Regions from separate parts of the Neogale vison genome. Here region 1 is linked to region 2. Evidence: chromatin contacts called from public Hi-C data. All regions are on one chromosome and are shown on one strand. Each heading gives the region's core, a stretch centred on a gene start, on an enhancer-like site or on the middle of the called end of the contact. The rest is flanking DNA. Distances are from core to core; before and after follow the strand shown. Region 1 holds the start of KLF13 (Krueppel-like factor 13). Region 2 has its middle 88 kb from the start of KLF13.

Region 1 (6,603 bases), core at 1,193-3,692, 89 kb before region 2:
GCTGCAGGGTCTGAGGCCTTCAGTGATCACCAGATGGGTGAGAAACCAGCCAAGGGGCTGAGTTTTGCATCTGGAATGCCACAGGGCACTCCTGAAACTCCTAGGGAGACAGCACTCAGCACTCATGGAGAGGCCTAGGGACTGCTCTGGGCTGTGGATGGAGGTGGGGTGTGTGGCAATGCAGAGGACCCTTGACCCAGGCTGACCTCCCCTCACCCAGAGGGGGTGTCTTGTCCATGGCTGTGTGGCCCAATGCCTAGAATAGTGCATACCTGTAGGAGGATGGCCAGTGTGAGTGTGCGGGCTGTGGGGGTGGGGTGGGGGGAGTAGTATCCCAGCAGGGATCATGGAGAAAGCCAAGAGATGTGGACTCTCAAAGACTGGGGCAGAATCCCCCACCCCAGCTGGAGGGGAATAGAGAGGGGATGGGTGCTGGTAAGTGACTGACTGCAGCACGTGGTGGGACTACAGGAACATTCTGCATCATTATTTGGTCAGAACACAAATCTTTTAAATGTCATCAACACAATCTGCCTGACAGAATGATTCCTTCCTGCAGGAGACCCTCTTAGAGGGCCCTGACCCAGATGGCCCTTACAGAGCCCACCACAGGGAAGCAGGCTAGTAGTCTTCCCACAGGGCACCAACTTGATCAGGGAGAGGGGAGTTTATTTAGAGTTTCGGTTACAGACACCCAGGGTGATCAATCATCCATGCCAGTTTACGGTTCCTCCTAGCAGGTAACAGAGAACGTCTCTCTCAGTTCCTTCTTCGTTACCTGGAAAGACGGTTTTTTCCTACCCAGGCCTCAAATTAATTTGGTGAGAAATGGCCGCTCTTAATTTTGTGCACAGGACGACCTCGCCCCACCCAGCCCTCTTCTCAGGTCCGTAGGGTTTGAGTGCCTGGGCTGCCATCACCCAGTCACCCAGCAGGGTCCCCTTGCGGCCGGCGGACACGTGCAAACCGTCCATGAAGGCAAACCACCCAGCGGGCTGACCCAGGCCTCCGCCTTCCGGTTCAGGGGCTGCCGGCGAGGGTCCGGAAAGGGTCTTGCGGCGCTTGATTCCGAAGCAGTAGAAAGTAATATACTGGCCTCTCCAGAGATGGTCTAGGCCTGCAGAAGGATGGTGGGGCCGAGGGGATGAGGGTGGGGGCGCCGGTGAGAGTCAGGGGCAAGTTGGCAGGGCCGGGACAAGGAGTACGCGGGCTGGGCGCCGGGGAGTATTTCCTTCGGGAGGCCCAGACAGAGGGTGGGTGGGGCGCGGTGGGCGGGGTCCTCGCAGCTGGTGGCGTTTGAAGCCTTCCCCACCGCCTTGGGAGAGGGGCAGCCTGGAGAAGTTGTTGGCAGCAGGCCGGGGCGGGGAGGAGGAAGGGGCCCCGCGTTCCCTGAACAGCGGCGCCGGTTGCACCAGCACGTAGTTCACTCCTGCAAGCACAGTACGCGGTGGGCACGTCACCCACGCTGGCAGGTTAGCCACTGTGTCCGACTCCGGCCGACACAGTCTCACCCGCAGCGCGATCCCCTCGGGGTCTCCGGCTGCTGGGTCGGGAAATCAGCCGGTCCTTCCTGCGGGAGCGGCCTCGCCCCACCCGTGACCTCGCTCCCAGCCGGGCCGCACCGAGGTCCGGAGCTGAGCAGAGGGAGAGGGCATGGAGGGGGGCGAGCGGCCTGCGCCTCGAGGTGCGGCCACCTAGGAACCCTGCTACGGCGGGGTGCCCGGGGAGTTGTTCCTCCCCCAGGCCAGGCCGGCAGCCCCACGCCCAGCCGGAGCGGACACGCCTCCCCGCCGTGCAAATGCCGCTCTGGAAGGAAAGAGAGAAGCGGAGGCGAGCCCCCACGGAGGCGCGCCCATCCCCGGCGCCCCTCACAGGCGGGGACGGAGGGACAAAGGGGCGCCCTCCCAAGCGCTCGCTTCCACTCCAGGGTTCGAGGCTGTCACCGTACAGAAGCCCTGGCAAGAAAATGCCCCGCGGGCTCCCCGCTGCTAGGGGGGTGGGGTCGGGTGGGGTGGGGTGGGGTGGGGAGCGGTCCCCGCGCAGCCACGCCCCGGTCCGCCGCCCTCGGACGTCCTGCGTCAGCGTGCCCGGCTCTCGGCTCAAATTTCCGCTCCTCCTCCCGCGGGCCAAGAGGGCACGCCCATTGGCGAGCACGGGCCCCCAGGCCGGGTCGGCCCCTCTGGCCGCCTGGATTGGTCCGACGGCCTACCGACGAACCAACGGCGTCAGCCCCTGTCCTAGGCCACGCCCCCTCCTCAGCCGCGGGCGCGCGACCGCTCTATCCTGATGATGCGCGCTCTGGGATCCCCGCCCCCTCCGCGCGCGCAGTTCCCCGCGGCCGCCGCCGCCTGTAACCTGCGCCGCCAGGATGTGGCTGGGGGCTGACGTCGGGTCCAGATGTGGCCCCGGCCCCGCCCACCCCCGGGGCCGGGCCGCCCACACCGAGCCGCGGCGCGCACGGCGGCTGTCCCGCCTGCCACAATGCGCGGCGAGGCTGCGGCCGCGACTTGGCGAGGTAGTCCCTAACGTCGCTGCTCGGCATCCTTAGGACAGGCCGCCCCTGACGCCGCGCGGGGACCCCACTGGCCCGCACCCTCCATGCGTTCACTCTTTGGTGCCCGGCCGGGCGGGCGCCTTGCGGACGCGGAGCCGCGCGGGTGACGGCAGAGGCGGCTGCGCGCCCAGCCCAGCCCGAGGAGAGGGCGCGCCGCGCCCCCGCCCCCCGCCCGCTCTCGGGAGGCCGTGGGTGCGGATGCGCCGCTGACGACTCGCAGCGACCAGCAGTGCCGCCGGCCCGCCGGCCGGAGCCCGCAGCATGGCAGCCGCCGCCTATGTGGACCACTTCGCCGCCGAGTGCCTCGTGTCCATGTCGAGCCGCGCGGTCGTGCACGGGCCGCGGGAGGGTCCGGAGCCCGGACCCGAGGGCGCGGCCACCGCTGTCGCCGCCACGCTGCCCCGCGTCGAGGAGCGCCGCGACGGCAAGGACAGTGCCTCGCTCTTCGTGGTGGCGCGGATCTTGGCGGACCTCAACCAGCAAGCGCCGGCGCCCGTCCCGGCGGAGCGCAGAGAGGGCGCCGCGGCCCGGAAGGCGAGGACCCCCTGCCGCCTGCCGCCAGCGCCGCCACCCGCCCCCGAGCCGGCCTCCCCTGGCGGCGAAGGTGCTGCGGCCGCGCCCCTCAGCCCCGCGTGGAGCGAGCCCGAGGCCGAGCTCGAGGCGGGGCTGGAGCCGGAGCGGGAGCCAGGGCCCGCGGGGAGCGGCGAACCCGGCCTCAGACAAAGGGGCCGGCGGGGCCGAAGTCGCGCCGACCTCGAGTCCCCGCAGAGAAAGCACAAGTGCCACTACGCGGGCTGCGAGAAAGTTTACGGGAAATCCTCGCACCTCAAGGCGCACCTGAGAACTCACACAGGTCAGTAGGGCCGCCCGGGCGCCCCGAGCGCGCGGACGGGGACAGCGCCAGCCACCGGGCCACGCCCCCGGAGCTGCCGGCGGGGCGGGAGGGGCGGTCGGGCGGGGAACGGTCGGGGCCTCGCCCCTTCCCCCGCCACACGGTCCAGTGGTCGGCCCCGCGCGCGGAGCGAGGCGGGTTCGGGAGCTGGGAGCCGGCGCCCGCCCGGCGACCGCGCCCCCGCCGGGCACGCCCCCTCCCTGGGCACTCTCGGGCGGGGCCGCGGGGGCGGATGTCGTCATCGGGGCTGCGGGCGTAGACCCCGCGGGGGGCAGGGGGGCTGCTGCGCGGGCAGGTGCGGGCGAACTGGGTGGGGACCTCGCGTGCTGCTCGGGGAGCTGGGCGGCGGGGGCGCCTCGGGGCCGCGGGGGAGGGGTGTCCTCGCCCCGGCCCCTCCCCCGCCGGCCTAGCGCGCTCTCGGGAGGGGAGGGGCCCGCCCGGCCGGGCCCGGCCCGGGCGAGCGGCGGGCGAAGTTCACGCGGGGACAGGGCTCCCTCCAGCCACTCGGCACATTCTTCGCTCTCCTCTTCCTGTAATTTTTCCAGCGTTCTAAGGTTTAATTTGTCGAAACCAGAGCCAGCAGCGGCCTAGGCGGGGGGCGGTCCGGGTTCTCCGCCGGAGGCTCTTTGTGGGAGCCCCGCCCATCCGGCCAGCGGGGGCGCGCCCGACCCGAGAGGGCTCTTAGGCCCGGGGGCGCTTTCTCCGGAAAGGAGCGCCCACTCCACAGCCGGTTCCTCCGCGCCGCCCTCTTCTCTGCGCTGTTCTCACCTGCCGGGCGGCACCTGCACGGGGGGCGGTCGGTCTCAGAGGACCATCGCCTGACCCCCGACCCCCGGGCAGCCCTCCCCTTCCCATGGGCCCGGAACCTCGTCGTTGGTGGTTTTTCGTTTTCTTAAACACAACGGTGGGATGCAACCTTTCTCTCCCAGTTTGGTCTAAAGAATTGTGTATTTTTCCTGGGCTCACGCCAACTCTTCTGTTACACTTAATTCTTCCACATTTGGACCAGGTTAAAAACCCGTATAAATAAAGTTGCCTTGTTACCAACGATTTAGACTTCACATTTATAAGGCAGTACAGAAACTGGTTAAAAGACTGGCGTAAAAACGGCATTCCTCAAGACCCTGGAGCTGAAAGACCCCTTTCTCCTGGTAAATTTGGAACTGAGCTGTCCCGAGGTCTAAAGGTGTCAAGACCGGCGGATTTCAGACAAACCTTTACCTCGGAGGCTGCCCCCGCGGTTTTGGTCACTTGCTGTGAGCGCCCTAAATCACGTGGCTGGTGGTGGGGTCGAGGGTGAAGGCGGGGCCATTTCTACTCATTCTGAGTCAGAATTAAGTGTGTGTGGACAGAGATGGGGGGTGGGGTTAGTGTAGGGATGGATCTTGGTTCAATTTAGGAAGGTTATTGCAAGGGTGGGTGTGGCCGTAGGGGAGAGACCAAGCTAGGTTGGGATCCTGGAGCACCCAGATTACGGGGGCGGGGGCAGTGCGTGGGCCTTGGCTCGAGGACCGATTTGGGGCGCGAGGTCCGTAGTGGACCGGTAATTTAAGGATTGGATACTTCGCAGCCTGCTTCACTGTGGCCTTCCAGCCGACTAGCGGGGTTCGAGAATTGCGGAGGGGCTGGCTGAGGGGCGGGGCTCGCTGGCGTGGGCGGAGCAGGCTTGAATGGGGGCCTGAGCTGGAGGATAGCTTGTGGGTTGGTTCACTCCCTAATTCAGGCTCCAATGTCCCTGAGCGGGTCTCTTGGCGAGAGGATTAGACAGAGGCCATGGTAACCCGGGTCTCCCCCACTGGGTGGAACCCAATCTCTCTGGGGTGATTTGAAACCCCAAAAAGGTAAGAGAGGATGGACTGCACTCTGGCTGCAGTGTGCTGAGTCTAAGAGCAGGGAGCCAGCCTTGCCCTCCAAGTGTGTCCTACCTCCACAGCAGATGTAGACCTTCGAGTCAGGAATGAACAGGGTTCCTTTGGGGGCCGTGGAAATGTAGATTTCCAGGTCCCAGATACTGACCTCCCACTGAACACACAGTTTAAGTGGTGCCCCAGGTGAATCTGATTATGAACCAAGAGCCTACCTCTTGAGGGTGTCTGGTTCAGCCTCTGGTGGAGGGCACCTCTAGGGAGCCCATTTCCAGCCTGTGCCCAGGTGTGCAGAACATAATTAGCTGGTGTTCATAGAGGGGAAGGGGGTAGTTCACAGGCCACTGTGGTGACTGAGAGGCCAGGCTACCCTGGAAAGACCCGAGCAGCAAACATTGGTTCTGAGGTTGCTGTGGTTTGGTTTGTGGGCTTCTGGGGGGGGGGGGTCCCTGCTGGCAGTGGTTCAGGTCATGCCAGGCCTTTTACTCCACTAGGAACCACCACCACCACCCCACCCACCCATAGTGATTTTATGGCGGGGGGTGGGGGGTGAATATCAAAACCACTTTAGCCAAGAAGGCAGTTCCCAGCTTGCTCTGTCTAGCCCTGTGGGCAAGGACAGGTCCCCAGATCTCCCTGCAGCTTGGTGATGTCTCCCCTGACCACTTGGAAGGTGTGGGAAATGAGGCTATGAGTTTGAGAACCCTTCGGGAAGTACAGGGCTGAGCCTTGACTCTAGGGAGATCCAGCCTTCCCTAACTCTGCTGTGGTCTCCCACGTACACTGCCTGCCCAACTGAATGCAAGAAAGCTGCCTGTCCTGGTGAGTCGTATGCCAGTCTCCTGGGGACTGATTACCCTGTTACATTAAGGTAATTGTTGATATTATAGCAAACATGTGATGAAACAAAGACGCTAAGGTTTTTGCAACTCAACACACTTTTTTTTTTTTTTTTTTTTTAAAGCCACTTATTTGGCTAGTCAGAATTTCCCAGTCCAGATCTGGGAATTTGCTAAGTCTTGCCTTGGGGAATAGCAAGACCAGGAACATATTTTCTTGGAGGCTGAAGGGCTTTGATGTGAACATTCAGGACTTGCAGAAGGGAAGGCCTGGGGCCCTCTGAGGGCAGATCTTCCCTCTGAGCCAGCCAGGCCCTTCACCTGGAGATTCCTGCTTGTTGTCTGGAGTGGTGGGGCTTGGCAGGCCCCAGCAGAATGGTCACTCAGTCTTTTTTGGCAGAGATGCCTTGAATACATTCCTACCTATTTGTTCCCACAAAGAATTGTTTTCAG
Region 2 (6,694 bases), core at 3,577-6,076:
AGAGAGCTATTACACAAGAAAATGCACATAGTTAATAACACTGTACTATACACTTAAAAATGGTTAAGATGGTGGGGCACCCGTGTGGCTCAGTTGGTTAAGCATCTGACTTTGGCTCAAGTCATGATCTCAGGTCCTGGGATCGAGTTCTGAGTTGGGCTCCCCACTCAGCGGGGAATCTCTTTGTCCCTCTGACCCACCCTCCTCTCTCTCTTTCTCTTTCTCAAATAAATAAAATCTTTAAGAAAACTGGTTAAGACAGCAATTTTCTGCTTTGTGTTTTTTACTACAATAAAAAAATCAAGTCCCTTGGATATTTGTACAATGTATAGGGATAAAAGTGTAAATTTTAAAAAATGTGAAGAGAGAGAAGTCTTCGGATGAATTAACAGTTTGTGGATGGGAAGGCTGAGTATTTCAAAGGTTAAATCTCCATAAATTGATCTAATGTAACTGATTTAATGTACCCTTAATGTAATTTATTGATTTAATGCAACCTTACAATCCTAAAATTTTTTTTTTTGGTGGAACTTGGGAAACTCATTCTAAATTTTATATGGAAATGGTGCGAACTAAAATAGTCAAAATATTCTTGAGGAAGTATTGGAAGAAAGTGGGAAGATTTGCTCTACCAGATCTCAAATTTATAAACTGTAATAATTCTTTATTCTTAAAAGATATTTATTTATTTATATATTTATTTATTTGAGGCAGAGAGAGAGCATGAGCCTGGGAGAGGGGCAAAGGCAAAGAGAGAAGCAGACTCCCCACCCAGCAGGGAGCCTGATGCAGGGCTGATCCCAGGACCCTGAGATCATGACCTGAGCCAAAGGCACATGCTTTAGTGACTGAGACACCCAAGTGCCCCTACAGTAATTCTGACAATATATTACTGGCAAGACTGGCTATATAATTTGCAGGACCCACTGCAATATAAATATGAAGGACCTCTTACTCAAAAATTATTAAAAATTTCAAGGCAGCAATAGGAGAATTTTAAATCAAGTGCAGGCCTCTTCTGAACATGGGGACCTGTGTGGCTGCATATGTTGCAAACCCATGATTTGGCCCCAGTTATTGGATCGAAAATGTAAAATAAACCAATGGGTCAGAATAGGGAGACTAGAAACAAGCCCAGGCATTAAAAACTCATTTGACTTATGACAAGAGGTGGCACTGCAGAGCAGTGCGGACAGTTATCCAAGTGGAGAAAAGTGTAGACTTAAAAAGATAAGTCCTTTAAAAGGGAGGAAAATCTGACACCGGCTATAGTGTGAATGAACTTGGAGAAAATGACGCTGAGCGAAATAAGCTAGTTACAAAAAGACAAAAGTTATATGGTTCCACTTACACGAGTCACCTAGAGTAGCCAAATTCATAGAGGTGGAAAGTAGAAGGGGAGTTACCAAGGTGCTGGGGTGGGGGAGGGTAAGAAAACTGGGGGGAAATGTGAGAGTTGGTGTTCAATGGGTAGAAAGTTCCACTTGGGAAGATGATATTTTCTGGAAATGGATAATAGTGTGGGTTGCTGTACAGTGGGAATGAACCTAGTGCCGCTGAATTGTACACTTAAAAATGACTTCAGTGGCAAATTTTATGTTTTGTATATCTTAACACAAGTTTTAAAAAGATGAAAAGCAAACAATCTAGAACAGAAGAAAGTATAGAAGAATAGCTTCATCATCTTGGCTTAGAGAAAGTTCTCTTAAATAAGATCCAAAAAGCACTAACAGTAAAGGAAATTTTGGATTATTTTGATTCACTAGAATTAAGAAACTTTTCTTCATCAAATGATATTATGAAAAGAGTAAAACATTAAGTCAGAGAGTGGAAGAAGGGATTTGCAAGGCGCCTGGGTGGCTTGGTCATTAAACGTCTTCCTTCAGCTCAGGTCATGATCCCAGAGTCCTGGGATTGAGCCCTGCATCAGGCTCCCTGATCCCCAGGGAGTCTGCTTGTCCTTTCCCACTCCCCCTGCTTGTGTTCCCTCTCTAGCTGTGTCTCTCTCTGTCAAATAAATAAATAATTTTTAAAGATATTTGCAATATGTATAACTGGCAGATGGCTCATACCCAGAATATACAAAGTACAATAAGAAATCAATAAGAAAAAAGAGAACAGTGAGTAAATTGGGGAAAATGGGCAAACTGTTTGAACAGGCACTTTGAAAAACAGGATATCCAAATAAACAAGAAACATAAATGTTCCTTCACCCTATAAATTAAAATCACAGTGAGACAGCTCCACACACCAATGAGACTGGTCGTGCCTGGTGTTGGTACATATGTGAAGTCCCGGCACTCAGCACACAGCCAGAGGTAAAGTCACTTTGGAGAATGGTGTGGCAGTGTCTCCCAAAGCCAAAGATGAGCACACCCACGAGCCTGCAATTCCACTAGGGGCTACAAGCCTACTAATATGTGTGTGTTTGCAGCCAAATGAATATGCAAATATGTTCTTAGCAATATTTGATCATAGCACCGGCTACGGACTCACTGTTCCTGTCCTCCAAATCCATATGTTAAAACTCTAATCCCCAGTGGGATGGTTTCAGAAGATAAGGCTTTGGGGAGGTGATTAGGTCATGGGGGTGGAGCCCTCCTGTGAGATTAATGCTCTTACACAGAAATAACACAAGAGATCTTGCTTCTCCTCCCTTTCCCTCCCTCTGCAGGGTGAGAACACAGTGAGAAGACAGACACCCAACTATAAATCAAGAAGATGGCTCTCACCAGAACCCGACTGCAGGCACCCTGGCCCCAGACTTCCCACCTCCAAAACTGTGCTAATAAATGCTTATTGTTTGAGCCACCCAGTCTATAGTATTTTTGTTACAGTAGCCTGAACTGAGATAGTCTCCAAATGGGAATAATGGAAATGTCTATCCATAGTGTAATGGACCAAAAAAAAGGTATACTCACACAAGGGATTTTATACTGCAGATGCAGAATGAACTACAGATGCACGCAGCAACATGGTTAAATCCTAAAAGCATGTAATGTTGAGAAAAAGAAGCTAGCTCTAAAATCATACATGCTTTGCATGATTCCATTGATAGACATTTCACAGGCATGAAAATCTCACTCTTTTTAAACACTCCTGCTACTGCAGCAAACTACAGTGCAGGTTCAGGTCCAAATCCCCCCGGCCATGCCAGGTGGCAGAGATCCTAGGAAGGGACCAGGACTGGGAAGCATCTGATCTGAGTGATAGATACAAAAGGATCTGCTTTGCAATAACTTGCTAAGTTGAATATTTATATCCTAAACATTTTCTGGATGTATATTATATTTCACAATAAGGAGGAAAGATAGAAAAAAGGAGAGTGATTAGGGCAAGTGTGTGAGAACATGTACTTTTGCCGAAAAAGGAACGTTCGTGGAGGAGGAAGTGGAATTGAGATGATTTCCTCCCGGTTCTTCTGTGTGTTTAATAACCTCTTGCCCTGCCCCCACCCGCTGTCCTTGGGCTCTTTTTCATGCTTTCATGAGCTGGACCTTCCTGACCACTGGTCGTGGCTGCTTCCCAGGCAGACACGGCCTCTGACCTACACAAAAACCTCTGTGCTGGCCACCTAGACCAGACCCAGTTCTTTTTCTTTAGAGGACGTGTTTTTCTGCTTTTTTTGTGTGCAAGGTCATTTTAAAGATTTTGTTTATTTATTTGAGAGATAGCACGTGCGCGCGCGCGCGCGCACACACACACACACACACACACACACATCACAGGAGGGGGCTGTGCAGAGGGAGAGAAACAGGCAGACTCCCCCCACTGAGCAGGGAGATTGAGGCAGCTCCAGCCCGGACCCTGGATCATGACCTGAGCTAAATGCAGATGTTTCTCCGAGCTGAGCCACCCAGACGGCCCTGAATGCAAGGTCATTTTAATTGGCCGTCATGTATTTTAACTTTTACCACGTTGATGCTTGATTTTTTTTTTATTGCAAATCTTCTTGAGCTCGTATCTGTGACGCAGTTAAGTTACTTAGAAGTCCTTGGACCTTTCTGGGTCTTGCTTTTACGCCGCATCAGGTGGGTTTGGAGCTGTGCTCAGTCTAGGCAAATCCCTGAGTATGGTACCCAGTGCCTCGTGAATCCAGGATTCCAGTCTGGCTGGTGGGAGCTGTGGGTGGGCACTAGGCACAGCTCTCTATACCCTTAGGGTGGGCTTCACAGACATTCACCGAATTCTGGAACGGACCTCCGGCAGATGGTCAGGGCTCTCTTGCGGCAGCAGTCTCCTTTCTGGTCCTCTGTCCTGAACCTTCTAGTTGCCTTCGTCTTCCTGGACTTCCAGTCCTATCTTCTGAACTCAGGGAGTCCTCTCTATGCTACCAGGGTCCCTTGTCTGCTCTGCACCACTGAACGCTCTCAGACAGTGAGCAGCCTGTCATAGGACTCACCTCATCCGTTTTCCACCTCTCAGGGACCCACCGTCCTTCTTCTCCAGATGTTCTGCTGCCCACCCAGCTTGTCTGGTTGTGTCCTAGCGTCAGGAGGAAGGATAAATCTGGCTCCCGCTGCTCTGCCCTGGGTAGGCGGGGAAGGCAGAGAAGGTTGGTTTAAAAGTGGGAGTAATGACACCACGGTCCTCCGACGGGGGTGAGCTGGTAAGAATGAAAAGTTGAAGATGCAGAGAACGGAGGACTGGGAAGCAGTGTCCATGAGTGGCGAGTGGGGATATAGCTGCCCCACGAGAGAGAGGCTGGACCCTGAGGTAGGACCTCCCACTCCTGGGACAGGAGACAAGGCTCTGGGTACAGGGCAGGCAGGCGGAGGTCTCAGAATTTCTGTCTGATGCCTCTTTCTTTTCAGGGAGGAGGAGGCCAGAGGAGAGAAGAGATGGCCACGGGAGTGGAGGGCTAGTGGGCCAGGGGTACAGCAGCGCAGAGGCCCAGAAGGCCCGTGTAAGGAGCGCCACAGGAGTTCTGGACCTGCTCCGTGTTTCAGATCTCAGGCTGCTGTCCAGGACAGGTGCTCAGGTCCTGTGGGGATGATCACCATGGAAACACAACCCCCTGGGCTCACCCCATTGAGATTCACCTTCAGAAAAGGCTCCCCTTTTCTCAAGCCCCAGTGCTGGGCGAATCTGTCCGGGACCTGCCCTGCTGGTCCGCTTAGGGTCTGGCACCCCCAGGGTCTCGGTCCTGTAGGCCTCTCTGGGTAACGGGCCTGACAATAGCCTAGTGGTTTGAGAAAAGCCAGAAATCCTCAAACAGAATCTCTGTCCTGAAAGTCTCAAGAACCATGCGTCCAGACCAAAGAACAGGCATCTCTGCTGGGAAGATCGGAGTGACCTCAGCAACCACGCAGTCAGCATCAGTAGACCATTTACTAGAACGGTATAGACTGGGCTACATCCCTTCCCTTTCCTCTCTGGACTTCATCAGAGGCTATCCCTTTAAAAGCCGGAGGACAAGCCCCTGCGGGCATCTGGCTGCCGGTGGCCTAGCTTCTTGTGACTCGATGCTTTCATGACCTGGGACAGGGCCCAGCCACTGTCCCAGCCTCTCCTCTTCCCATATGTCTGGGCCACCTGTCTCCTTAGACCACAGAGGGGCCCTCTCACCCCTTGCCAGGCTGACCCCAAGGTTCTCTCAAGGTCTTTCTCTGTCCGAACACAACATGGGGTTATGGAATGCCCACATTTCCTTCTCCTATCCTTGTGCAGCCTTGGAGCTCAGACTACTGAGCCTCTGGAAGTCCCAGCGAACGTCAACTCCAAGACACACCCACACTGGGCACTCAGCCTGCAAGGTCTTCCTGAGCCCTTGGTCTGGATGCGACCCTGCCCCTGGGTGGTTGGAGGACAGCCAACTCCCGCTGACGTCCCGGGCTCTGAGCAGTGGAAGTTGACGCCTGGCCAGTCCCGGCAACCTTGGCACAGTCACCCCTTTGCTGTTCCTGTCCCTTGGGCAGGACAGTCTGGCTTTTTGGGGATGTCTGCCATGCAGAGTCTCCTGGCTTCAGATCACCAGAAACACAGACCCTCACGTTTCTTTTCCGAGAAGCTGCTACATCGTGGAAAGATTCTGTAGTGACTGAGGGAGGCTGGAAGGACGACAGACTGAGTCCCGCTCCAGAGAGATTCCCATCTGCAGGGCATGAAAAGCCCATTACCATCAGGACGACTGGGATACACAGCACCCGTGATGCTCACAGAGGGGGAGTACCCTGCGCCGGGCTCATGCTTCCCACCCATGATCTCGTCTCAGCCGGCAACTCTGATTATCCCCATTCTCTGGATGGGAGAAGGAGGCTCCGAGATTTAACGGACTTGCTCGGGCTCACACAGTTGGACGTGGAGCTGCGACATGGTAAAATGTCACACCAGCGACCACAAGGGACTGCTGCGAGCACAGAGGAGGTGGTGCTGAGCCAGAGTGAGCAGGACTTGGGATGAGGGCAGGAAGGAAGGACAGACGACAAACAGCACAGACCAAGGGAGGTACAGGGAGGTATCAGGGAGCTTGCCACAGACAGCCTGCACCTGGCGGTGGAGGGGTCAGAGAGTAGCGGAAGCCTCTGGCTGGGGCAGGACTGGGTCCTGTGGGTAAGCCATCGAGGGTCACAGGAGCGTCGTAGGGACTTCTGAGTCAGGGAGTGACAGGCTCAGAGCTGCCCTGGTTCCACAGGGCTGGCTCTGCGGGGGCCTGAAGCTGGTTATAACCAGAAATCAAAACCAGCCCGTTGGT

What was found. A called contact is a pair of places that touch in the nucleus more often than the background predicts.
Region 1: a contact with region 2 is called in a Hi-C map of fibroblasts, with 6 times the contacts expected there. The contact joins the promoter of KLF13 here to the enhancer-like site in region 2. A contact is called at or near these places in 2 of 3 Hi-C or Micro-C datasets (fibroblasts and muscle).

Annotation. Positions count from the first base shown.
Region 1 is chr13:131,571,931-131,578,533 of ASM_NN_V1, reverse strand. KLF13 (Krueppel-like factor 13) reads left to right here and starts at 2,442. Exons shown (of 2, transcript XM_044230770.1): 1 at 2,442-3,407. The coding sequence starts at 2,816.
Region 2 is chr13:131,484,868-131,491,561 of ASM_NN_V1, reverse strand. No RefSeq gene overlaps it. Among named protein-coding and RNA genes, the nearest start is that of KLF13, 88 kb to the left of the region's middle. Within about 2 kb of position 4,826, the one cell type or tissue checked has open chromatin away from gene starts, as enhancers often do. A contact at or near this core is called in fibroblasts, where this site is marked.